Regions from separate parts of the Oryctolagus cuniculus genome. Here region 2 is linked to region 1. Evidence: chromatin contacts called from public Micro-C data. All regions are on one chromosome and are shown on one strand. Each heading gives the region's core, a stretch centred on a gene start, on an enhancer-like site or on the middle of the called end of the contact. The rest is flanking DNA. Distances are from core to core; before and after follow the strand shown.

Evidence for each region. Hi-C and Micro-C count contacts between places; a contact is called where the count stands out from the background.
Region 2: a Micro-C map of ear pinna shows a contact between it and region 1, with 5 times the contacts expected there. The contact joins the promoter of BRF2 here to the enhancer-like site in region 1. A contact is called at or near these places in 4 of 6 Hi-C or Micro-C datasets (ear pinna, psoas muscle, skin fibroblasts and 1 more).

Annotation. Positions count from the first base shown.
Region 1 is chr2:87,642,642-87,649,372 of mOryCun1.1, reverse strand. It overlaps PLPBP (pyridoxal phosphate binding protein), which reads right to left. Exons shown (of 8, transcript XM_051832369.2): 8 at 5,355-6,525. The coding sequence ends at 6,427. Among named protein-coding and RNA genes, the nearest start is that of ADGRA2, 15 kb to the left of the region's middle. Within about 2 kb of position 3,527, at least 1 of the 8 cell types and tissues checked has an H3K27ac peak or open chromatin away from gene starts, as enhancers often do. A contact at or near this core is called in ear pinna, where this site is marked.
Region 2 is chr2:87,699,027-87,706,116 of mOryCun1.1, reverse strand. BRF2 (BRF2 general transcription factor IIIB subunit) reads left to right here and starts at 4,822. Exons shown (of 4, transcript XM_002720786.5): 1 at 4,822-5,077; 2 at 6,073-6,132; 3 at 6,913-7,090. The coding sequence starts at 4,924.

The DNA.
Region 1 (6,731 bases), core at 2,278-4,777:
GGCCCCGGCGTTTCCCTTCACTCCTGCAATTCTACTCTCTGTAATTGTGTTCCCAGACGGCTGCATAAGATCCTCTGATGCCTGGGTCCTTGAAACAGGCACAGTGAGAGCCCTGCTCCCCCGATCCCCACCCCCTGCCCCAGGCTCTGGCTGGGTCTCCACTCAGAGGGTTAAACGCCACTGCGGCTGCCCAAGTGGGCCAAGGCTCGCAGGTGAGCAGGGCCATGCCAGGGACAGCGCCCGCGGCAGGCCCTCAGCACACACAGGGATGCCTGTGAAGAGCCACACCCCGGGACAGGAAGGGGTGGTGCCCGTGCAGGCCTGGGGCAGGAGCGGGGCAGGCTTGCCAGGCCCTGGAGCCCCAGCGTCCTCAGTGGCAGCCCCAGGCTGCGCCTCCTGCCTCTTCCCGTCGGGCTGGGCAGGGCAGGGGAGGGGAAGATGGCCGGGAGGTCTCAGGTTTGCGGTTTGCGGCAGGAGGGTCGCGAGGGGACTCCAGGGGAAGGAGGGGAGACGCAGAACACAGCGCTGGACAGTCGGCACAGTGGCTGAGACGCGGCTTGGGACGCCCGCACCCCGTATCCGAGTGCCTGGGTGGGAGTCTTGGCCCTGCTTTGTGGTTCCAGTTTCCTGACGATGTGCACCCTGGGACGCAGCAGGTGGTGTGGCTTAAGCACTGGGGCCCTGACGTCCATTGAGATCCTGACCACCAGCTTCAGCCCCCCAGCCGTTGCTGGCATTTGGAGAGTGAAATGGCTGGATGGGAGCTCTATTTCTTGGCCTCTCAAAGCAACAAGAAGGCTATAGTCTGGGAAAAGGGGGACGGTTTCCTGGGTTCTCCCGTGGGGAGCCCAGCAGGAGGCACGGAGGCTCTGCCAACTTCAGTCCCGGGTTGCCCAACTCGGACTCTGCCAGCCCCAGGGTGTGTGCGGGTGCCCTGGGAAGCCTGCAGCCCAGTGGGCACCCCTGGCGCCGGCTGGCTGCGGAGTACCACAAGCAGAGGCCGCCTGGCCAATCTCTGGCTTTATCTTCGCCACACATTGAAAGCATCAGGCCGGGGCTCACTCCGCGGGTCGGCCCGGCCTTGTGTGGGGGGGGTCCCCAATGCTCGCACCCACACCTGCCTGCCTCTTCCCCGCGCCCCAGCAGTACGACAGGGGGGCCGGGCCCTCGCGCACGCTCCGTTGCAGGGGTTTTTAACGATTGTTCCCGGATTTTTGATCTCCTCTCTGAAATGTTTATGAGGCCACTCGCCCTGGGCGGGGTGGGGTGGGAGCTTGCTCCGCCCTCCTTCTCCAAAGAGAAATTCAGTCGCGGGGGAAAGCAGCGGCGAGCACCCTCCAGTGCCTCTCTCGTTCTGGGGAAGCCAAATCAAAGACAAGCCCTGGATTCCTCTTGCTCGCGGCCAATAAAAACCTTGCTTCGGTGCCGGCTTCCTTTGCTGAAATCAGATATCCTCGTAATAAACAAGGCTGGAAGGCAGGCAAAACCTCGCGTGCGTCTTTCTTCTCATTAGTTTTTTCTTCCTTTAAAAGAAAAAGAAATTCTCTCCTGTAACAGGACGGCCTGCCCTGGAAACTTGAGCACAGAACTGTGCCCTTGCCTGCCCTCTTCTCCACGTTTCCAGAACTTTCTGCCCGGGCTCCTGCGGATGGGGCGGGGTCTGGTCTCCCCAGTGCTGGACCCCTGGGCTTTCTGCAAGGCAACCCCTCTGAACTTGTCCGGTGTTCCAGACCCCTGGGGTGGGTGCTGTGGCACAGTGGGTAAAGCCGCTGCCAGTGACAGCATCCCGTATGGGAACCCACTGCAGTCGCAGCTGCTGCACTTCTAATCCAGCTCCTAGCTCATGTGCCTGGGAAAGCGGCAGAAGATGGCCCAAGTGCTTGGGCTCCTGCCACCCACGCGAGAGACCCAGATGGAGTTCTAGACTCCTGGCTTCCGCCTGGCCCAGCCCTGGCCATTGCAGCGATCTGGGGGAGTGAACCAGTGGATGGAAGATCTCTCTGTATCTCCCTCTCTCTGTGACTTGCTTTTCAATGCCCACCCTCTCCCAGGCCCCTGCCTGCCTGTCCCTGCCCGAGCCCTGGCCCAAAGCGTATCCACTAATGTGCAGACACCTCTCCTTCCCCCACCCCCCAAATCGGTTTTTAAGTGACTTTGCTGTCAAGAGCTGCTCATCTGTTTGTTTTTCCTTCTGACACTCTCGGGAGAGTTTCTGGTCAAGGGAGTTCTGTTGAGGCTGCAGATTGCGTGGGACTCGCGCCTAATGGGGAACAGACAGACATCTTTCATGTGCGGCCAAGTTTTGCTCGATTCTCCTCCCTCCTCTCTCTCTGCCCCCACTCCTCATCTTCCCTTGTTGGCTGCACTGCACGGTGCGCTGTTTCTCCCGCACATCTGGTGAATAAGGTCACACATTGCTTTCATTCTGCAGATTGCCAGCTGGGGCATGCGGCTCTCTCTGAAGAGGGAGAGAGAGAGAGAGGTGCCGCTCCTAGGGAGGGCACTAGTGAGGGGCTGGCCCAGGAAGGTGGGGAGCATGGGAGAAGGGACTCGGGGCCCTTGACCTTGCCAGGAGTCAGTCACTCACACCCAGCTGTAGTGTGTATGTCCACGTGGATGCAAAAGAACAGAAAACATTAAAAAAAATGTTTATTTGACAGGCAGAGTTACAGAGAGAAACAGAGAGGGAGAGAGGGAGAGAAGGAGAGAGGAAGAGAGGGAAAGAGAGGGAAAGAGAGGGAGGGAGGGAGGGAGGGAGGGAGAGAGAGAGAGAAAGAGAGAGAGAGAGAGAGAGAGAGAGAGAGAGAGAGAAAGAGAGAATCTTCCATCCACTGGTTGATTTCCCAAATGGCTGCAATGGCCAGGAGCTTGGAACTGCATCCAGCTCTCCCCTGTGAGTGCAGGGGCCCAGGCACTTGGGCCATCCTCTACTGCCCTCCCAGGTACACCAGCAGGGAGCTGGATTGGAAGTGGAGCCGCCGGGACTCACTCCAACTGGTGCTCATATGGGATGCCTGCGCCCGCAGGTGGCAGCTTAACCTGCTGTGCCACAGCGCCACCAGCCCCGAGGGAAGCCTTTTCCTATGCGTTTGTGGAGGAGAGGAGAGCTTAGGGGAACTTCGTGGTGGCTGGCGGCGTGGGTTCTTTGGCCCTTCGTCAGGAGGAGGACGTAATAGCATTCAGCTGACCTCATGGTGGAGCCAGCTGCAGTGCCTGGAGCCACTGCTTTCCGGCTGGCCACGGCACCCCTGCTGACGCTCCACCCTTACCACAGCAGCCCTGCAGCAGTGGCTGGGAGCCCCCTGTTCACAGGGCCGTTTCTTTTCTGAGGGACAGAGATGCCTCAGGTTTTAAGAACGTGTGTGACCTCATTCCTCCTGTGTCTAGAGCGGAGCCTGGGGGACAGAAGGCAATGTCGATTCAGCTCGGGGGAAGTCAGGGCTTTGCACACTGAGCCCTGCAGTCGTGGGACCGTCTGAACGCAGAGGAATGTGCGTGCCAGGGAGTCGGGATGCCGGAAGCGGAGGCTAAGCTCACTCATGGCTTGGATTTCATTCTCTCCTTCCTTCTCACCCCCGCGGCTGTGGCTCCAGCGTGCTCCGCACTGTGCTGCGTCAGTTCTCGACTGCTGCAAGACATTAAGCCATGCATTTCTTTTATGGCGTGCGGGCTGCCGAAATGAAAGCTGCAAATCTAAGAATATGCTGATTCTCGATGATGAAAGCCAGAGGCATCGGCGGGTGTGGAGGCCAAACTCTGGGATGGGAAGTCCAGAGTCCTGAGTTGGGGCCGGTGTCGGCACTGTTGCTGGAGTCTCTGCCACGGGAGAACTGGTTCGAGACCTGGCAGCGCCACGTCCCATCCAGCTCCCTTCTAGTGCTCCTGGGAAAGCAGCAGCAGACGGTCCAAGTGCCTGGGCCCCTGCAACCCACATAGGAGACCCAGACAGAGTTCTAGGCTCCTGGCTTTGGCTTGGCCCAGTCCCGGCCATTGCAACCCTCTGGGGAGTGAGTTGGTACATGGAAGATCTCTGTCTATGTAACTCTACCTTTCAAATAAATAAAAACATCTTTAAAATAGTTGTAAAAAGTACTGAACTTATTTCTTACCCTGTCACCAACTCACTTGCCCCTCACTCAGGGAAAGAGCCTTAGCAAAGCCTCCATTCTCCTAGCCACAAACAGATACTGCCTGATACTCTCAGATACCCTCCCAGATGTTGTGAGCAGAAAAGGTGAGAATATAGCAAATAGTGCTTTATAGGACACAAATTTTTAAAAGAAAGGGTGCAACTTTTAAAAAAGACTATTAATTTAATCATTTATCTGAAATGCAGAGTGACAAGAGAGGTAGAAGGAGACATCTTTCACCTACTGGTTCACTTTCCAAACGGTGGTCACATCTGGGGCTGGGTCAGGCCAAAGCCAGGAGCCTGGAACTCCATCCCGATCTCCACATGGATGGCAGGAGCCCACACACTTGGACCATTTTCCACTGTCTTCCCAGGCACATCAGCAGGGAGCTGGATCAGAAGTGGACCTGCCACTCCATCCCGGGAGGGGGGCATTGCAAGCAGAGACTTAACCTGCTGCACTGCAATGCTGGCCCCCACCCGGGGAGGGGGGGCAGCTTGACCAGTAAGAGGTTGCTTTGTGAAAGGGGTGGGGGATCTGTGAAGCACTTCCCAAGCGGTCGAAGCCTTGAGGGATCCCTGGAGACCTCTGATGTCTCAAACCTGAGGCTGGTTTCAGGCCGGAGACAGGGCTCCCGGAGAGGGCCCTGGGCTGTGGGTGGGCCTGGTCAGGGCAGCTGCCGCCACCCAGATGTGCCATGGGTGCTGCTGGGAGAAGCCCAACCTGCTGCCTCTCGTGTGTGGTTCTCACTGCCAAAGGCGCTGCCGGCCATGGCTCACCTGGGCAGACGTTTTGGTTTCTGTCCCTTGTCTGGATCTGATTCAGCATCCCCCTGGGTCCCCCTTCGCTGTTCTTGACCTCCAGCCGCCACTGAGCTCTCCTGATGGTTTACCGCCACCTAGTGGCCCTGCAAGAGTCTGCCCCATCCATTTTTCCTCCAGGTGGAGCGGACGGCAGATCAGAGCGAGGGCTTGAGCTTCAGGCTAGACACCGGCGCCATCTAGAGGCAGTCGGAGGTGTACCCTGTACTTCTCGAATTCCCCAAACGCCAACACCTTGTTCTCTTGCCCTCTCTTGTCCACGGTGTGGCCGTGGCTTCGTCTTGTCACCCAAGGGAAGCCCCTTCCCAAGGCCAGGCTGGCCCGAGGCCAAGGACCGGGCCCAGCTGCTCCTTGGTGGCCCCAGTGCCCCCCTCCTCTCACAGTCACTCACTACACCAGATCATAAAAAATAAATCTTTTAATTGCTTTGTAATTGGCACAGATGGTATAATTCAAGTTCACATTTTTATTTAATTGACTCTGAGATATTACAGCACAGCTCTGATGGAGGCAACAGAGGGATCAGCATGGTTGAAGTTTTACAAAATTACATTCAGCAGCAGCATCATGTTCTGAGTTACCTCGTAGAATTCAAGGCTGGAGCTGGGATAAATAAGCGAGAAAGCCGTGTAGAAGATGAACAAGCCCCAGGGAAGCCATCTGCCGTGACGAGAGAATTGTGCTTTCCGGTTTTTAAAGATCTTGCCACTCTGTCAGCTACCAAGAGGAGCTGCAGGAGTTTGGCTTATAAATGGCGGGGGCTGTGGCAGAGCCGAGAGGAAGGGGCAGGCCGGGGTTTGTGCACACCCCGTGCCGAGGCGGCTGCGAGAGCACTGCTCATTTCTCAGGAGTGATGGGCCGCCTGGCCGCGCCAAGCACTTTGAAGAGGGCCATGGGCGACGAGAAAGCCTTTCGCTCATTCTGCCCGGAGGAGAGCCCTCCGTCCTGGCTCCTGGGGCTCAAATCCTATCTGCGTCACCTGTGTCACCTAAGGGTCATTACCACAGCACGGCCAGCGACCCAGACTCTCATCCGCCACAGTCCGAGCGCGCTGCACAGCCTCTGCCCAGTGGACACGACCTTCACGCATCTACCGGCTGGAGAAACGGGGTGGGGCGCACCGCGCCCCGAGCAGCAGAGGGCTGGAGGTTGGTCATCACAGCGACTTCCTGCTAAAGTGGGATGAAAGCCGAGGCTCTCTCTGCCTTCCACGGTGAGCGGCATCAGGGACATCTTAACCTGGAAAAGGCATCCGCAGCTCAGCTGGCGCTCCGGGGTGCAATATGTGCCGAACTCAGTTCCACGCTGTCGGGAAGGGCGGGAGTTTTCAAGTGCAGTCGGAAGCACTGCACGCAGCCAGCGTCCTGCGTCAGAGACCCAGTGCCGCTGGTCCCTGTCACCAGCCGCCACGGCGGGCGCGCCCCCTGCAGGCCGTGACCCGGGAGCACCACAGGGCAGTCCGCGCCCTCGGCTCAGTGCTCCTGCGACACCTCCGCGGGGGCCTTCTTTGAGTAATCCCGCTCTCCAAAGATGGTGCTTCCTATCCGGACATTCGTGGATCCCACCTCAATCTGAGGGAAAGAAGAGAGGGGCGAGGTGAAGACACGGAGACACGGCATCTCCATACGGGGGCCGCCCCACCTCTGAGCGGCTGTCGGCCTTGGTTTGCATCGAGACGGGGGAGTGGGACTGGCACTTAGCCGGGTGGGGGCGAGGCCGGCGCACCTCCACACACACAGTGGGGAGTGAGGAAGGCCTGCACACCTTCCCAGTGCTC
Region 2 (7,090 bases), core at 3,573-6,072, 55 kb before region 1:
TCTGCAATTCTCTCGGCGTCGTGGGGGATGGGGCGGGCGGGGAGAAGGGAGCCCCCCAACCCAGTCCCCTCTGAGGACCCTCACGGTGGCCAGGCAGGCCACAGGAGGTAAGGTGACCTGTGCAGCCCCCACTCGCCGAGCGCCTTCTGAGAGTTCCCAGGTGCCTTTGCTCTCAGCCTGGGGCGAGGGGTGGGGGTATGCGGGGATGGTAAACGCAGAAGGGAAACTGAGGCAGTCCTGGCCCAGTGCAGGAGAAGCAGCTTCTGCTGAGGAGCTGAGGTTCTGCCCAGGCTGCGAGGCCCGAGTCCTGTGCCAGCCGGTCCTCGGGGCCCCGGGGGGCACCTGGCGCAGGGTCACAAAGCTTCAGTCTCCGGAGCAGAGAGGAGGCCCCCGACTGTCACTGATGCACCTGCTCTGCCCGCCTGGGACGGCTACTGGCAGGAGCTCTCTGCAGAGTGCCCCCCCTCCCTGTGGGAGGGGCTGCCAGGACCCCAAGGGGCCTCCATCCGAGGGCACAGGAGAGGCAAACCAAGCCCAGCAAGGTGCTCATCTAGCCGGGGGAGCTTGCGCTAGGGGAGCTGCCTGCAGGCCTGCCCCGGGCTCCCCTCCACGTCAGCATCACACAGGCGCTGCCTTCCCCAGGAGCTTCCCACCCCAACGCAGTCCCTCTGGGCGCTCGGCATCACGGCGGCAGCAACAGTCAGAAGCGTCTGTAACGGTGGAAGAGGCCCTGAGGACAGCGGGTCTGTAGCGGTGGAAGAGGCCCTGAGGACAGCGGGTCTGTCCTGGAGCACGGCAAACTCCCACGGCAGCAGATTCCTTCCTGAGTGAGTGGAGAGCGCCACCTTCTGGCAGGCTCCCGCCCTGCTTGTGCCCCGCCTGCCCGGGGCTGAGGACAAGGCTCTTCCTGAACCAGTGCTTTCCGTACAGGGTGTGCGGGAGACTTGGAAAAGAGAACCACTCTTCTGCCCTTTAACCTGGGTGCAGACCATAAAGCCACCCTCCCACCTCAAGTGAGCAATGTTGAGGAAAGCGGAATCGAAACCCCACTTTTTTTTTTTTTGAAAGGTAGAGTTAGAGAGAGAGAGAGACAGAGAGAAAGGTCTTCCTTCCGTTGGTTCACCCCCCAAATGGCTGCTACGGCTGGCGCTGGGCCGATCCGAAGCCAGGAGCCAGGTGCTTCTCCTGGTCTCCCATGGGGTGCAGGGCCCAAGCACCTGGGCCATCCTCCACTGCACTCCCTGGCCACAGCAGAGAGCTGGACTGGAAGAGGAGCAACCGGGACAGAATCCGGCACCTCAACCAGGACTAGAACCCGGAGTGCCAGCGCCGCAAGGCGGAGGATTAGCCTAGTGAGCCGTGGCGCTGGCCGAAATCCTACTTAAAAAGTTTTTTTTAAAAAAAATTTGAGAGGTGAACAGAGACAAAGTTCCAAAGCCAGGAACCTGGAATTCCATCTGGGTCTCCCACATGGGTGCAGGGCCCCAAGCACTTGGGCCATCTGCCTCTGCTTTCCCTGAGCTCATTAGCAGGGAGCTGGACCGGAAGTGGAGCAGCTGGGACTCGAACTGGCGCCCCTATGGGATGCTGGCACTATAGGCAGTGGCTTTACTTGCTATGCCATGGTATTGGCCCCAATCTATTGCTCTTCTAAAGGAAGCAATTGCGGGGAGCAGGCTCTCGATGCAGTGGCTAAGGATGCCCACATCCCATGTGAGAGTGCTGGGGTGCAAGTCTCCTGGCCCCACTCCCCATTCCAGCTTCCTGCTAATGCACACCCTGGGAGGCAGCAGGTGAGGGCTCAAGCACCTGGGTCTCTGCCCCCTGCATGGGAGATCTGAACCAAGTTCTCAGCTCCCAGCTGTGGCCTGATCCAGCCCTCGGCATTGCAGGCATTTGGGTCGTGAACAGCAGATGGGAGATCTACCTGTGTATTTCTTTCAAATACATTTTAAAACTAAACAAAAAAAAAATTAAAAGACAAAACAAAAAAGGACAAAGAAAGCAGCTTTAACCTGCATCTTATTCCTCAAGGAGAGACTTGGTCAAGGGGCTGAGCAGACATCTTTATTATCCCTCAAGTCTGCACGAGACCTATGCATTTCCTGTTCTCATAGTACTGTCTACCCCACTCTGCATGCTAGAACGTCTGCAAATGCCAGGGGCCTGTCTGCAGCTCCCCCTGTCGGCTGAGAGATGGAACTCCACCCCGTGTTCCCCACGCACCAGGACTCTGCTGCTCTCTGGGACTTCCTCTGGCTGGCTAGTTGGTTCAACATTCTTGTTTTTCACATACAACAGATCATACAACTCTCAAGTACAAACATAGCTATTTGTAATGAGTGATATTAGACTTACGAGAACATATACTCTTGGGGCAGGTGCCTAAGCCTGGTGGTTAAGACATTGGTTAGGATGCCTGCGTTGTGCCTCGATTTGAGTCCTGGCTGTGGCCCCCGACTCCAGCTTCCTGCTAATGCAAATCCTGCAGGACAGAGTGATGACTCAGTAATCGGGTTCCTGCCACCCACATGGGGGATCTGGATTGAGTTTCTGCCTTCCGGCTTCTGACAGGCCCAGCCCCTGCAGTTGTGGGCATTTGGGAACTGAACCAGGGGATGGGGGCACTCTTCCTCCCCACCCTTCACCTCTCAAAAACTAAAAATCACATACAAAGAACATATAGGGATTGCACTGTGGCTTACACTGCTACTTGGGCTCCGCATCCCATTTGGGAGTTGTCGCCTAGGATTGAGTCCCGCCTCGCCTTCCAATCCAGCTTCCTGCTGATGCACCTGGGAAACAGCAGAAAATGACGCAGGTACTGGGATTCCTGCCATCCATGGGGAGATCTGGATGGAGTTCCCGGCTCCTGACTTCAGTCTGGCCCATTCCTGGCTACTGTAGACATTTGGGAAGTGATCCAGCAGATGAAAGATCTCTCTCTCTCTCTCTCTCTCTCTCTCTCTCTCTCTCCCCCCTCCTCCTCCTCTGTGAGTGTGTCATTGTCATATGCCTTTCAAATAAATTTTTAAAAACCTGTTTTTAGCTCATATTCAAACATAATATATAATCTGTCTTATCCCATTTGTGCTGCTGCTACAACAGAGCAGGTACCTTGTGAAGAACAGACATTTATTTTCTCATAATTCCAGAGACGAGGAAACCCAAGGTCAAGGCACCCACCCTCTGATGAGAGCTGCTCTCTGCTTCCAAAATGCACTCTTGAAGGCTGCATCCCGCTAGGGGCCGACACTGCCCCCACGTGGCAGAAGGTGGAAGAGCTAAAGGACCAAACCCAGCTTGCAAGTTTGGCTCAATTCCCAGGGTCAGGGCCCACATAACCCAAACCCTTCTCCCAAGGCAGCCCCCCTCCACACACACTGCTGCACTGGGGGTTGTTTCCCCAACACATGAATTCTGGGGAACACAGTCAGACCGCGGCACCAGATTTCTAAGGTTGGTTTTGGTTAATGTCACCGCTAGAGGTGAGATTTCTTGGAACTGGTTTGAACTAGACCATAGCAGACTAGGAGCTTCAGAGCCAGAATCCTGGAGCATCTTAAGGCTCAAGGTTGGGCCGGGGCTGTGGCGTAGCGGGTAAAGCTGCCGCCTGCAGTGCCAGCATCCCTTATCGATGCTGGTTCAAGACCCGTCTTCTCCACTTCTGATCCAGCTCTCTGCTATGGCCCGGGAAAGCAGTAGAAGATGTCCCAAGTCCTTGGGCCCCTGAACCCACATGGGAGACCTGGAAGAAGCTCCAGCTGTTGCAGCCAATTGGGGAGTGAACCAGCAGATGGAAGACCTCTCTCTCTCTCTCTGCCTCTCCTTCTCTCTGTGTAACTCTGACTTTCAAATAAATAAATCTTTAAAAAAAAAAAAAAAGCCCAAGGCTTTAAAATCTCCTGAGTCTGCGTATGCCCTTGAGTCTATCAAAAACCTCACCACTCCACGTTCTTTCACTCCAAATTCTGGCAGAAATTCCTTCTCTGGCTTTCCCAAAGCATTGGAGTTTGCCCCTGGATTTTAACTCAATGTCCTCATTTTTTTCTTTTATATTTATTTTTTATTTATTTGACAGGCAGAGTTAGGGGGCAGCAGGGAGAGAGAGAGAGATTGAGAGAGAAGGAATCTTCTATCTGCTGGTTCTCTCTCTAAATAGCTGCAACGGCCAGAGCTGGGCCAGGTGAGCATCTTCCGGGTCTCCCAGGTGGGTGCAGGGGCCCAGGCACTTGAACTATCTTCTGCTGCTTTCCCAGGTGCATTAGAAGGGAGCTGGATCAAAGGTGGAGCAGCTGGGACTTGAACTGGTGCCCATATGGGATACCGGCACTGCAGGCGGAGGATTAGCCCGCTGTGTCACAGCAATGGCCCCTCAACGGCCCTCATTTTACAGTTGGGTAAAGGACACTCACACTTCCTTGGGAAGCAGCCCGGGAAAGTAGAATAGCATGTCCTGCTTTCCTGCTACGTAATTTTTCCTTTTAGAGATAGACTTTATACTACAGCCAAAATCAACGGAAAAAGAAGTGGGGAATCCGCGAGTCCCCTAGCGCTTAAGCGCGAGGGTTGTTGGGGATGACAAAAATTTTTAGTCTGTTGTACTTGTCCATAAAGGCAGAATGTTCATCCAAATTCAACGCCACCAGTCTGATCCACATCAAACTACGTTGAGGACCGGAGCAGTTTAGTCCAGGATCCTTCTCTCCTAGCTCATGTTCCTATCGGAGTCTAGACAGGCACAGACCGGAAGTGACTCTCAGTCGCGGGGCGGGGCCGGAGCGAAGTACCTATCCCGGCGGCTCTTTGGCCGGAAGAGGAAGGTGCAGCTGTTAAAAGGGTCCCCTTCCAGTTCCAGCCGCGCTGTGGTTGTCGCTGGCTCTCGAGGCGGCGGCGGCGCCAGTTGCGGCGGCGTGTTGTGAGATGCCGGGCGGAGGCCGCTGTCCCGAGTGCGGCTCGGCTGAGCTTGTGGAAGACTCGCACTATTCGCAGAGCCAGCTGGTGTGTTCCGACTGTGGCTGCGTGGTCACTGAGGGGACCCTTACCACCACCTACAGCGACGAGGGCCACCTCCGAGGTACCTGTGCGGGTCCTTGCCTGGGGTCGATGGGGTAGGGGGGGATAGCGCGCGTTCCCTAGCTCCGCGCTCCTTGTCCCGCGCAGCCCTGAATACGGGAGCAGACGGGCTTCTGCAGGCGGCCAGGGACTCCCATTCGCGGGTTCCCCACGCACCCAGGTTCGTCCTGGGTACAAGGAACGTTGAATAAACGAAACAGAAACCAGTTCCGCTCGACCTGCCCGGTCTGGTCGTGGTGGACGGTCGTGGGTCAGTTCCTTGCAACTATAGCACGTTAGGGTTAGGGTTAGGGTTACGGTTTGTTTAACCGAAGAGCTTTTCATTGGCACAAATACTCCCTCTTTTTTTTTTTTTTTTCCCCTCCCTTTGCATTGCTTTTCAAATCCCTGACTAGTCCAAAATCCAAAAATCCGCAGCCAGGAAAATTGCTTGGGTTGGGTGTAAAAGAGAGAGACTGAAAAGCTGGTGCTCTTTAGAGAGACTGCTGTGGTACCAGCCTTCCTCGAACTCCGTATCTGAGACTGCTGTGGACGGATTGCGGGCAGGGCAGGGCAGGGCAGGGCAGGGGTGGAGAGAGCTGGGCTTGTGTCCCAGTGGGCTAAGCTGCTGCGTGGGACACCTGCAGCCTGTCCCAGTCCCAGCGACCTACTCTGCATCAGATCCAGCTCCCTGCGAATGCTGCCTGGATGATGGCTCCCGTGCCCGGTCCCTGCTGCTCCTGGGGGAGACCCAGGTGGAGTTCCAGGCTCCTGACCTTAGTCTGGCCCGGCCCTGGCTTGGTGGGCATTTGGGGAGCGAACCGGCAGAGGGACGATCTCTCTCTGTCTCTTTCCGTCTTTGTCTCTGTGCCTTCCAAGTAGATGAAAATAAAATCAAAGCTAAGTTTCAGAGCTGCTCGGAGACTGGAATTCTGCCCCTGGCCCTGGTGTGGGTGCGGGAGCGGGGCTGTGATGCGGGAGGGCTGAGCGTGTTGTTTCTTGTCCGTGATCTTGCAGAAGTCACGTATTCTCGGAGCACAGGGGAAAGCGAGCAGGCGAGCCGCAGCCAGCAGCGAGGTGAGAGTCAACCTTCTACGGCGCAGTGGCTGTCACGGGAGCTGCCCCGTGGGCCCCACCGGCGGCCTTCCTCTCCTGTTTTCAGCATCACTCGTGTCGGGTAGAGTAGAATGGTGGGTGATGAGCAAGGCCGGAGACGGCTCCGAGAGTGGCAGCGCGTCCGTCTAAGTGTTGGGTCTGCTCAGCATGTTCGAGGTTGCCTCGAGGAGCCTGGATCAAACCAGCCTTCAAACGGCAGTGGGCTGAAGTGTGACTTCTTGCCACCGAGGTGTTTGCGCCTTTAGAATGACTACAGGGGGGCCGGCGTTGTGGCGTAGCGTGTTAAACTGCCTCCTGTGACACCAGCATCCCGTATGGGTGCCAGTTTGAATCCTGGCTGCTCCGCTTCTGAGCCAGCTCCCTGCTCACATGCTTGGGAAAGTAGCAGAGGATGGCCTAAGTGCCTGGGCTCCTGCACCCACGTGGGAGACCCAGATGAAGCCCCTGGCTTCAGCCTGGCCCAGTCCTGGCCATGCAGCCATCTGGGGAGTGAACCAGTAGATGGGAGACCTTTGTCTCTCCGTCTCTCCCACTATGTAACTCTGCCTTTCAAATTAAATAAATAAATAAATATATTTTACTTAAAAAATAAAAGCAGTGGCTTCCCCAGGCGTCGCTCCTGTGGGTGCAGAAAGATCAGTTATGTGTGCATCCGTTATCCGAGGCTAGCTTAGCAGAATATGCCGGGTGCTGCACAGGCGCTCCCGTGCCCACTCTAACTCCTGCCATGGGTCTCCCAAGGTCTCCGCCGAGTGAGAGACCTGTGCCGCGTTCTGCAGTTGCCACCGACATTTGAGGACACGGCGGTCGCCTACTATCGGCAGGCGTACCGGCACTCCGGCATCCGCGCCGCCAGGCTGCAGAAGAAGGAGGTGCTGGTTGGGTGCTGCGTCCTCATCACCTGCCGGCAGCATAACTG